2 separate regions of the Mus musculus genome follow, and region 1 is linked to region 2. The links are chromatin contacts, called in public HiChIP or PLAC-seq maps. All regions are on one chromosome and are shown on one strand. The core of a region is the stretch at or near the end of the contact, and the rest is flanking DNA. Distances in the headings are between cores, read along the strand shown. Region 1 holds the start of Erbb4 (erb-b2 receptor tyrosine kinase 4). Region 2 overlaps Erbb4 (erb-b2 receptor tyrosine kinase 4).

Region 1 (3,719 bases), core at 315-2,814, 110 kb before region 2:
TTCTTAAGGGATGGGATCATAGTCAGAAGATGTGGGAGATGGGGAAGGACTCCAATAGTGACCGAGGAAGTAGGGTGGTTTGGTTTTAAAGCACCCTTGCTTTTTTTTTTTTTGTATATATTTAGTCACTGCTTTGAGAGCAAGCATAGAAAATGCCTTCATAGAATAGCTGTACACATAGCAAAGGAGTATCCTCTGACTCACTACAGGTTCTGGCCCCAGCATAGAGCAGTTTTAGACCTGTGGCCTCTCAGACTACAGTAATCCCTTCCAGGGCATTTTAGACTTAGAGAAACTTAGTCGTACAGCGGTTGATGACCTTGGAAGCACACACCCTGCAAAGAGGGCAAGTGCAGGGCCTCAAGCTGGCCCTGCTATGGCGTGGCCCTAACGGCTCGAAGGTCAGCTAAGATCTCACCTCCTAAACACCTTCAGACCGAACAGCACAGACGAGAGAGTTTGCATAATTTCAGAATCAAAGAATGTGGTTTCACAAATATGGATTTTTAAGTTTGGCCCAATGTCATCTTGGGAAGGTGGGAGAGATGGCTTATTTGGAAAAAAAAAACTATTGGAAGATTTCATCTTACCTGCGAGGCTACCAGCTACCTACAATATCCATTCTAAAGTACTAAGTATGCTAAGTATGGAATATTCTGGGTGATGGCGAGGGACAAAGATATTTTATTCCCAAAGCAACGTTGACTTTCTATTTCTAGGGAAGGTTCTGTGTATGGACTGACACCTTGGAGCAATAAAGAAAATGCCCTGTTCTTGTGTCAAAAAATTCGTTCAGCAAGCATTCCTTCTGGTGGACTGACTACTCAGCGGGCCAGCTGTCCAGGGCCTCTGCCGGGGCAGCCCCAAGGGGAGCGTTTCAGACAGTGGTCTCCACTGAGCTTCTCAGATCCTGCTTCCCCAAGCTCCTACCATGACCCTGCTGCTCCCACTGTCTGACAGGTGTTTTTCCAACTCTAGAGGCAGAGGATTTTGGGGAGTGTCTGAGCCAATAAGATTTCTCCTTAGGGGGAGGGCGTGGCTACATGGGTCAGAGCAGGGGCGGGGCTTGCGCAGCGGAGGAAAGCCTGGCTGGTTGTGTGGAGGGTTGTTTGATTCCCACCCCCCACTCCCCTCTTTTTTTTCTTTCTTTTCTTTTCTTTTCTTTTTCAAAAATCTTTCTTCTGACTCTTATTAATTTCTCTGTGGGGCTGCGGCTGGAGACCGCGGAGCGTTGGAAATGACGTTCGGAGCTTTAATTACTGCAATGGCTGGACAAGTGTGAGGAAAGCTGACAGTGGAAAAAAAGGGGGACAGGATCGGGGAGAAGCAAAGAAGCAACACCCCCTCCTTTTCCCTCCAGATTTGGACAGGAGGTGCAAGGAGACTGAAGAGAGAGCTGAACATAGCCCGGTTTTGGGGGGAGAGGCCGGAACCCCGCCGCCTCTTTGCAATCAACTTTTTTTGGAAGCCTTTATTCCCTCTTTCTTTTTATTGTTGACCAACCAGTGAGGAGAGCGAGCGAGCGAGCGAGAAAGTGAGGAGGGAACGAGCGAGCGGAGGATCACTCCGGGAACTAGCTGTACGTTGTGCTCGGAGCACCAGCCGCACAGTCGCGCTCACTCCCACCCGCGCGCCCTCCTCCGCGGCCCCTTGCCGGGTCCGCGGGTCCACGGGTCCTGGAAGCCGCCGCCGTCGCCGACTGGCTCTCCGGCCCCGGGAAGCCCGTGCACCAAGCGCGCCGCGCCCGCCCCCCTTGCGCCCCCCACGCGCTCCCGGCTGAGGGGGGGAGATCTCCTCCGCGTGCTCGCAAGTGGCTATGGTATTTGGACATGTAATTGTCAGCGCGGGATCTGAGACTTGCCAAAAATGAAGCTGGCGACGGGACTCTGGGTCTGGGGGAGCCTTCTGATGGCAGCGGGGACCGTCCAGCCCAGCGCTTCTCAGTCAGGTGGGTCGCGGTCTCGCGGTTCCCGGTCGCGCTCCAGCTGTTGAACCCGCCACTGCCTCCGGTGTTTCCCTTCTCCCTCGCCCCTCTGTCACCCTTAGGCTCCAGGGACCCTAGGGACCGGGCTTCTGCCTTGGGTCGCCCCTAGCTCCATCCCAAACTTACCTTTGTGTGTGCGTGCGTGTGTTTTTAATTGATGCTACAAATGACTTCGCTTTCCTGCCACCCTCTATATTATTGTCCCCCCTCTCGCCCTCTCTTTAGCCCCCTTCTTTCTTTCTCGCGCGTTTTCTGGGAGCCTAAGCGGGATCGCTTCTGGTGGCGCCCGTTGTTCGGGGCGTGGGAGACCTGAGCCCGTCAGTGGAGGTTCCCTCCTTCTCGAGCTGGGAAGGGGGGGGGGGGGAATCAAACCAAACCGGAGAATCGCTGCACCTCTTCGGGCTGCCAGGAGGTTCCTGAGCTGAGCCTGGCTGGCCTTCCCCGGGGTGCAGGGCTGCGGCGGAGCGCGGCCGGGGAGCCGGGCTTGGCACCTGAGCATGCTGGCGCAGGGTCCCTGGCCCGAGTCTCCAGTAGCCTGCGGGGTCACACCGGACGCCCAGCCCTATCCGGGCAGCTGGAGCGCACCGGGTGCGCGCCTCGGCCGGGGGCCAGGGACTCTGGGCCTTCTTAGTTGGCATCTCTAGGCTGTCTTGAGATTGACTTGGGGCGAGAAAGAGGGTGTGTGTGTGTGTGTGTGTTGGGCGTGCGACTCTTCAGCCAGCATGATCTCTCTCTCTCTCTCTCTCTCTCTCTCTCTCTCTCTCTCTCTCTCTCTCTCTCTCTCTCTCTCTCTCTCTCTCTCTCTCTCTCTAAAAGAGCCTGGCATACTGAGTCCAGAGCTCGGCCTTCCCTCCCCATGCTGGACTTGGCTCTGGGAAGAGTTCTTCCAGTAGTGCAACTTGGGGTTGGCCTAAACTTCTGTTTACTGCCCTGCCGGGCTGCAGAGCTCGCGGGTGGCGCTCACTGACTTAGCCCGAGGCGGGCCGGGTGGCGGCGTCCTGAGCGCTGCCACTGTTGGCTGGATCGCCCAAGCCCCAGGTATTTGGACAGAAAAAGGACTAATTGACCCCGAGAGAAACAGTGTCGCTGTCGTGCTGGGGCCGCCAGAGCCAATGACAGCAGCTGCGATGTAGAGGAGCTCAAAGTTTCTTGACTCTTGGGAGTTACCCCGGGGATGAGAGGAGGGGACGCGAAAGGACTAAGGAGAATCTGTGTGTCTGACCTGGCCCAGAGGGGAGAGAAGAGGGCTTTTGGAGAAGGCAGAGAGATTTCCGGAACCTTCCGGGGCTGGTGGCGGGAACGTGGGCGTCAGCTTGAGAAGATAAAACATTCAGGAGTGGCGACAGGGAGAGCTTTAGGTCCCTAGAGGGTGTCCTTCTGACCTCACCGAGAAAGCTGCAGCTTGCTAGTTTTCCCGCTCCGCCCCCGCTCCCGCCTCTTCCTCCTCGCCTAGTAAATAACAAGTTACAATCTCTGAGCGGTTCAAAATGACCTTCGAATGGCACATGTGCGCCATTTGTGCTGGCCGTTTGCATACTCCCAGTGACTCTGAAATTCTTCCTGCATACCAGATCCTGCGCTCCAGCCACCTCTGGAATCAGAGCAGCAGCAAGGACTTGAGATTCCAGGCGGCCGCCTAGATACATCCCTTTCTAGCCCCCGACTCGGAGCCCTTTGCCTTTCCCCTCAATGGGTTGATTATGCACATTGACCCATTCAAAAACACTTGCCACTG
Region 2 (4,189 bases), core at 559-3,058:
ACTAAATATATGGAATGAAACTTAAGTGCTTTGTTACTTAGTCTAAATAATCATTCCACAGTGAAATCTTTGCTTCATGTGATGTTCTGTGAGATACAAATTGGACAACTGAATTTTGTGAGTAACAAATATCCTACTCTGCATATGTGATATAAGTCAAAAATCTATTCCAGGTAAAGCAGTGATTCAGTTGTCCATTTGTTACTGATCTGTAATGATCCACACGTTCCTTGTACCATTCCCTGATTTAACAACATATTGGAGGCTGATGAATGTGATTCGTGGAGTCAGCAAAATGAAGCCAGCAACACATAGTACCAATTTAGTAGTGAAAATGCTTAATGAATTCTCAGCAGGCGAGTGTGATTAGCAAAACTCTTTGGTTGTCCTCTGTTGTACACTAGAAATCATTGCTTTACCTGGGACAGATTTTGACTTACATCACATATGCAGGATACGTAAGTCAGACTTACTACCCAGAACTGAGTCCACATCCGGTAAAGGAGACGCTTTTCTAGGGAGACTGGCGAGAGATTGCCTAGACGTGAGAATTTTAGAAAGGTCTCCAGGGGATGACAGAACATTACCACTTTGAGATGACTATTATAAAAATAGTGGATGCGTTAGAAGCTTATACAACAAAAAATACAGCACAAAGAACAAGTTTAAAATGTGTTATTTGTTTTTCCCTAATAATGCCAATCATTCAATTAATTGAATACACACAATTATTTTATAGATCTATTCTCATGAATAATTCCACCTTAATTTTCTATTATTTTTAGTAGACTTTTTTATTTAAACAAATTTTATTAGATATTTTCTTCATTTACAATTCAAATGCTAACCCGAAAGTCCCTTATAAACCCCACCCCCTGTCCTTGCTTCCCAATCCACCACTCCTTATTCCTGGACCTGGCATTCCCCTGTATTGGGGCATATGATCTTCCCGAAATCAAGGTCCTCTCCTCCCAATGATGGCCAATTAGGCCCATCTTCTGCTACATATGCAGCTAGAGACACGAGCTCAGTGGGTACTGGTTAGTTCATATTGCTGTTCCTTTTTAGTATACTTTAGCCTAATACATAATAAGTGTGTATTTTCAATACAAGATATTTGATGTTTTCAACCTGGGTACTTGGTATAGTGATGGGGAATGGTCATTTGTAGGATGAAATATGATTTGGTAGGAAAACTTCAGCTTCACTAAAGGTAACTTTGTTTGCTATTTAAAGTTTATCCTTAAAAGTCAATCTCTGTATGCATATGTATAAACATGCATACACACAAATGTAACACACATATGTATACTCAAACATATACATGCAAAATGCATTTAAGTACAATGTAATTGTATTATAATGGAAAAAGATGTGTATATAACCTTGGCTTTCTTACTTAATAGCTTTGTCACCATAATTTATTTAAACCCTTCGTGCTTAAACTTTATCAGCTGATGTGGAAATGAGAGTAAGCCATATTATTTGTCGGATTTATATGAATATTATATAACTGAAACCATCATTCAATACCCTTTAGTTAATAAGCTCCTGATAAATGTTGTTCATTGTTACTTTAGTTTTATATTCAGGTTATTTTGTTTCAATTTTTAATTCAGGCATGAATCAGGCATTTTCCTTAGCAGTTTTATTCTAATGGAAGATGAACCATCTTTTCCCATGGTGTGATAAGCTCAAGAATACTTACATCTCTAAAGAGAAGGTGTCATGCATGGGAGGATGGGCAGTGGAACTCAGGGAATGCCCCAAATGAAGATAACACCAACTATTTTAGGGAAAAACGTCCTGTTGCAAGATGAGGTAGGAGAAGGAGTGTAGGCAGAAGAGCATATGTTAAGTGGCTGGAGTAGGTGTTGACAGTCCGGCATGTTCAGGAAACTAAGATAGCTGAGAATGGACAGAGAAAAGAGCCATATCTCCTGGACATGTCTGTCTCTTATCCTTGGGAAACTGCAATTTTATTTTCCTGGATGGTAACAGAGAACCTCTGAAAACCAGATAATGCAAGTATTGGTATTTTTGGAACCAATAATCAATGCACATCAAAAACATTATTCCAAATGGCAAGCAAAGTTAGTTACAGCCCAGGATGAGCCCTTGAAAGGTTTTTAACAGTAGCAACAAAGGTAAATGCTTCATTAATGGGCCTGTCCTGTACTCTTCATTCAGCCCGGCTTTTCTATAATCTTAAATCATTTAGTCCTTATAATGAAAACTAGATAACTCTAATATGTATAATCATCTTTTATCTGCAATTTGTAACAGCACGTAAGTAGTAGTAATTTGCTCTCTAATACAGCTTTTAGCCATATGTTCAGCTCCTATTTTCACCAAGAAATTGGTCATTTCATCTTCTCAGAGTGAGTGGGCATGCTCGTTCCAGATCTGTGGTCATATTTTCCATCTAAAGAGAACCTATTTTTGTAGTTTCCTTTAGACTTACAGAGAGTTCCTCTTTGTACATTAAATTACCAGGACCTAAGATACTTCTTCTAACATGTATTTGAAGGCAAAACTCCCCCAAATGTCATCTACAGTCAAAGATACATGAGTAGATAGAATGAAATTTCAGAGACTCCTATTTTGTAGCTCCAAAAATAAAATAGGATATACTGTGGGACAAAATGCTAAGCTTAAGATAGCAAACAGAATTAGGATAAATGCCAATCTATTGTATTTAATTGTTAACTCTTTTCATTCTTTGATAATATAGATTTCTGGTGTTCATCAGTTCAAACTATGTGGTGTTGGGTTTTCCTTTGAAAGTTTTTGGAATTCAGTTTTTTCCTTTTCTGTTTTTCTTTTATTAATTTGCATTAATTGAAAATAGATTTTCATATGACATAATTTGATTATGGTTTTCCTTTTGCCAATTCCTCCCTATACCTCCCCACTTCCATACCAACCAAAATATATACCCATTTTTTACTCTTATTAGAATACAATCAGACATCTACTGCTACTTGTACTACTTCTGTTACTACTACTACTAAAACTGCTACTACTAGTTCTTTACCTGTGCCTTGACTATGTTGAGCTCGATACAATGTTTAACAATGTATGATACTATTGCAAGCAGATGTTAAGCAATGATACTGTAAGAAGTTTTAGCAGTAACACGGGTAGATGTTATATGGTATATAAACTCAACAATTTTCTGAAAGAGAAAAGTCCACTTAGAAAAACAAATGATGTTAAGAAAATTAGCATATCGTTCATAATATAACCACTAAACTTCTTCTGTATTGTAGCTCCCTCCATACTGGCATGAAGAAGAGAGGTTTAAAGTGTGTTTGTTAGTTACTTTTTAAAAATCTAAGACTATAAAGAAAAGTAGACTTTAGAGTTAATTATTAAAAAATAACCCACCTTCCTAGACATTAGCCTTTCCATCATGCACTAGACAAAAATGAAAACTACAACTTTAATATATTATGAAAATATAGTCCAGGCTAAATACTTGATCTATACTGTAAAATACTATATCTCTCATGCTATGTATATTTACATGTATGTTACTTAAACTTGTTTATAATGTATTTTCACTTCAGTTTTTATAACTCCCCAAAGACACATTTAAAGCACAATGTGTTGGCTAAATAGATTTGTTCTCTGTGTAAAACACTGTGAATTGGATCCATAATTTTTACCCAAAAATATTTGTTGAATAAGAAATCAATTAATAATTGGGTAAATCAATAATGATGTGAGAAAGGAGAAGATAAATGTGATCAGCTTTTCTGTGATACAGTAGGATTTCTTAATATTATTCATACAACATCACTAATCTTCGACAGAATGTTTCCAGGAACATTTTAGGTGTGATACTTCTGTTTCTGTAATAAACAGCACACAGGTTACCGTGTATATGTTGCCCTGTTAACTCAAAGCCAACCATCTGAAATATAATGGAACAATGTCAAAATACTGACATCAGCAATAATCATTGCTGTCATCCTGTTTTGTACAGTTTTTATTAATACAAATATATATGAATATATGTGTGAGTGTATATGTGTGGGTATATGTGCATGTTTCTGTGCATACCTGTGTATTTTGTGTGTGTGTGTCTGTCACCAGAGTAGGTTTTTGTCTACCAATATTTTCAGGATTCGTAATGTTTCTGACACTCGAAGGATCTATTGAGTCCCTGTCCTACCTACATCCA

Evidence for each region. HiChIP or PLAC-seq counts read pairs in DNA pulled down with a chosen protein or histone mark.
Region 1: an H3K27ac HiChIP or PLAC-seq map of heart atrium shows a contact between it and region 2, with 9 read pairs. The contact joins the promoter of Erbb4 here to the enhancer-like site in region 2. A contact is called at or near these places in 2 of 39 promoter capture datasets (both in liver), 1 of 484 Hi-C or Micro-C datasets (the HL-1 cell line), 2 of 115 datasets of contacts at active chromatin or transcription factors (heart atrium and neural progenitor cells) and 2 of 9 other capture datasets (liver and pancreatic islet).

The regions. Positions count from the first base shown.
Region 1 is chr1:69,105,904-69,109,622 of GRCm38.p6, reverse strand. Erbb4 (erb-b2 receptor tyrosine kinase 4) reads left to right here and starts at 1,564. Exons shown (of 27, transcript NM_010154.2): 1 at 1,564-1,948. The coding sequence starts at 1,867.
Region 2 is chr1:68,993,235-68,997,423 of GRCm38.p6, reverse strand. The region is part of intron 1 of Erbb4 (erb-b2 receptor tyrosine kinase 4); the gene reads left to right. Among named protein-coding and RNA genes, the nearest start is that of Gm51744, 39 kb to the right of the region's middle. Within about 2 kb of position 1,808, at least 3 of the 459 cell types and tissues checked have an H3K27ac peak or open chromatin away from gene starts, as enhancers often do. A contact at or near this core is called in heart atrium, where this site is marked.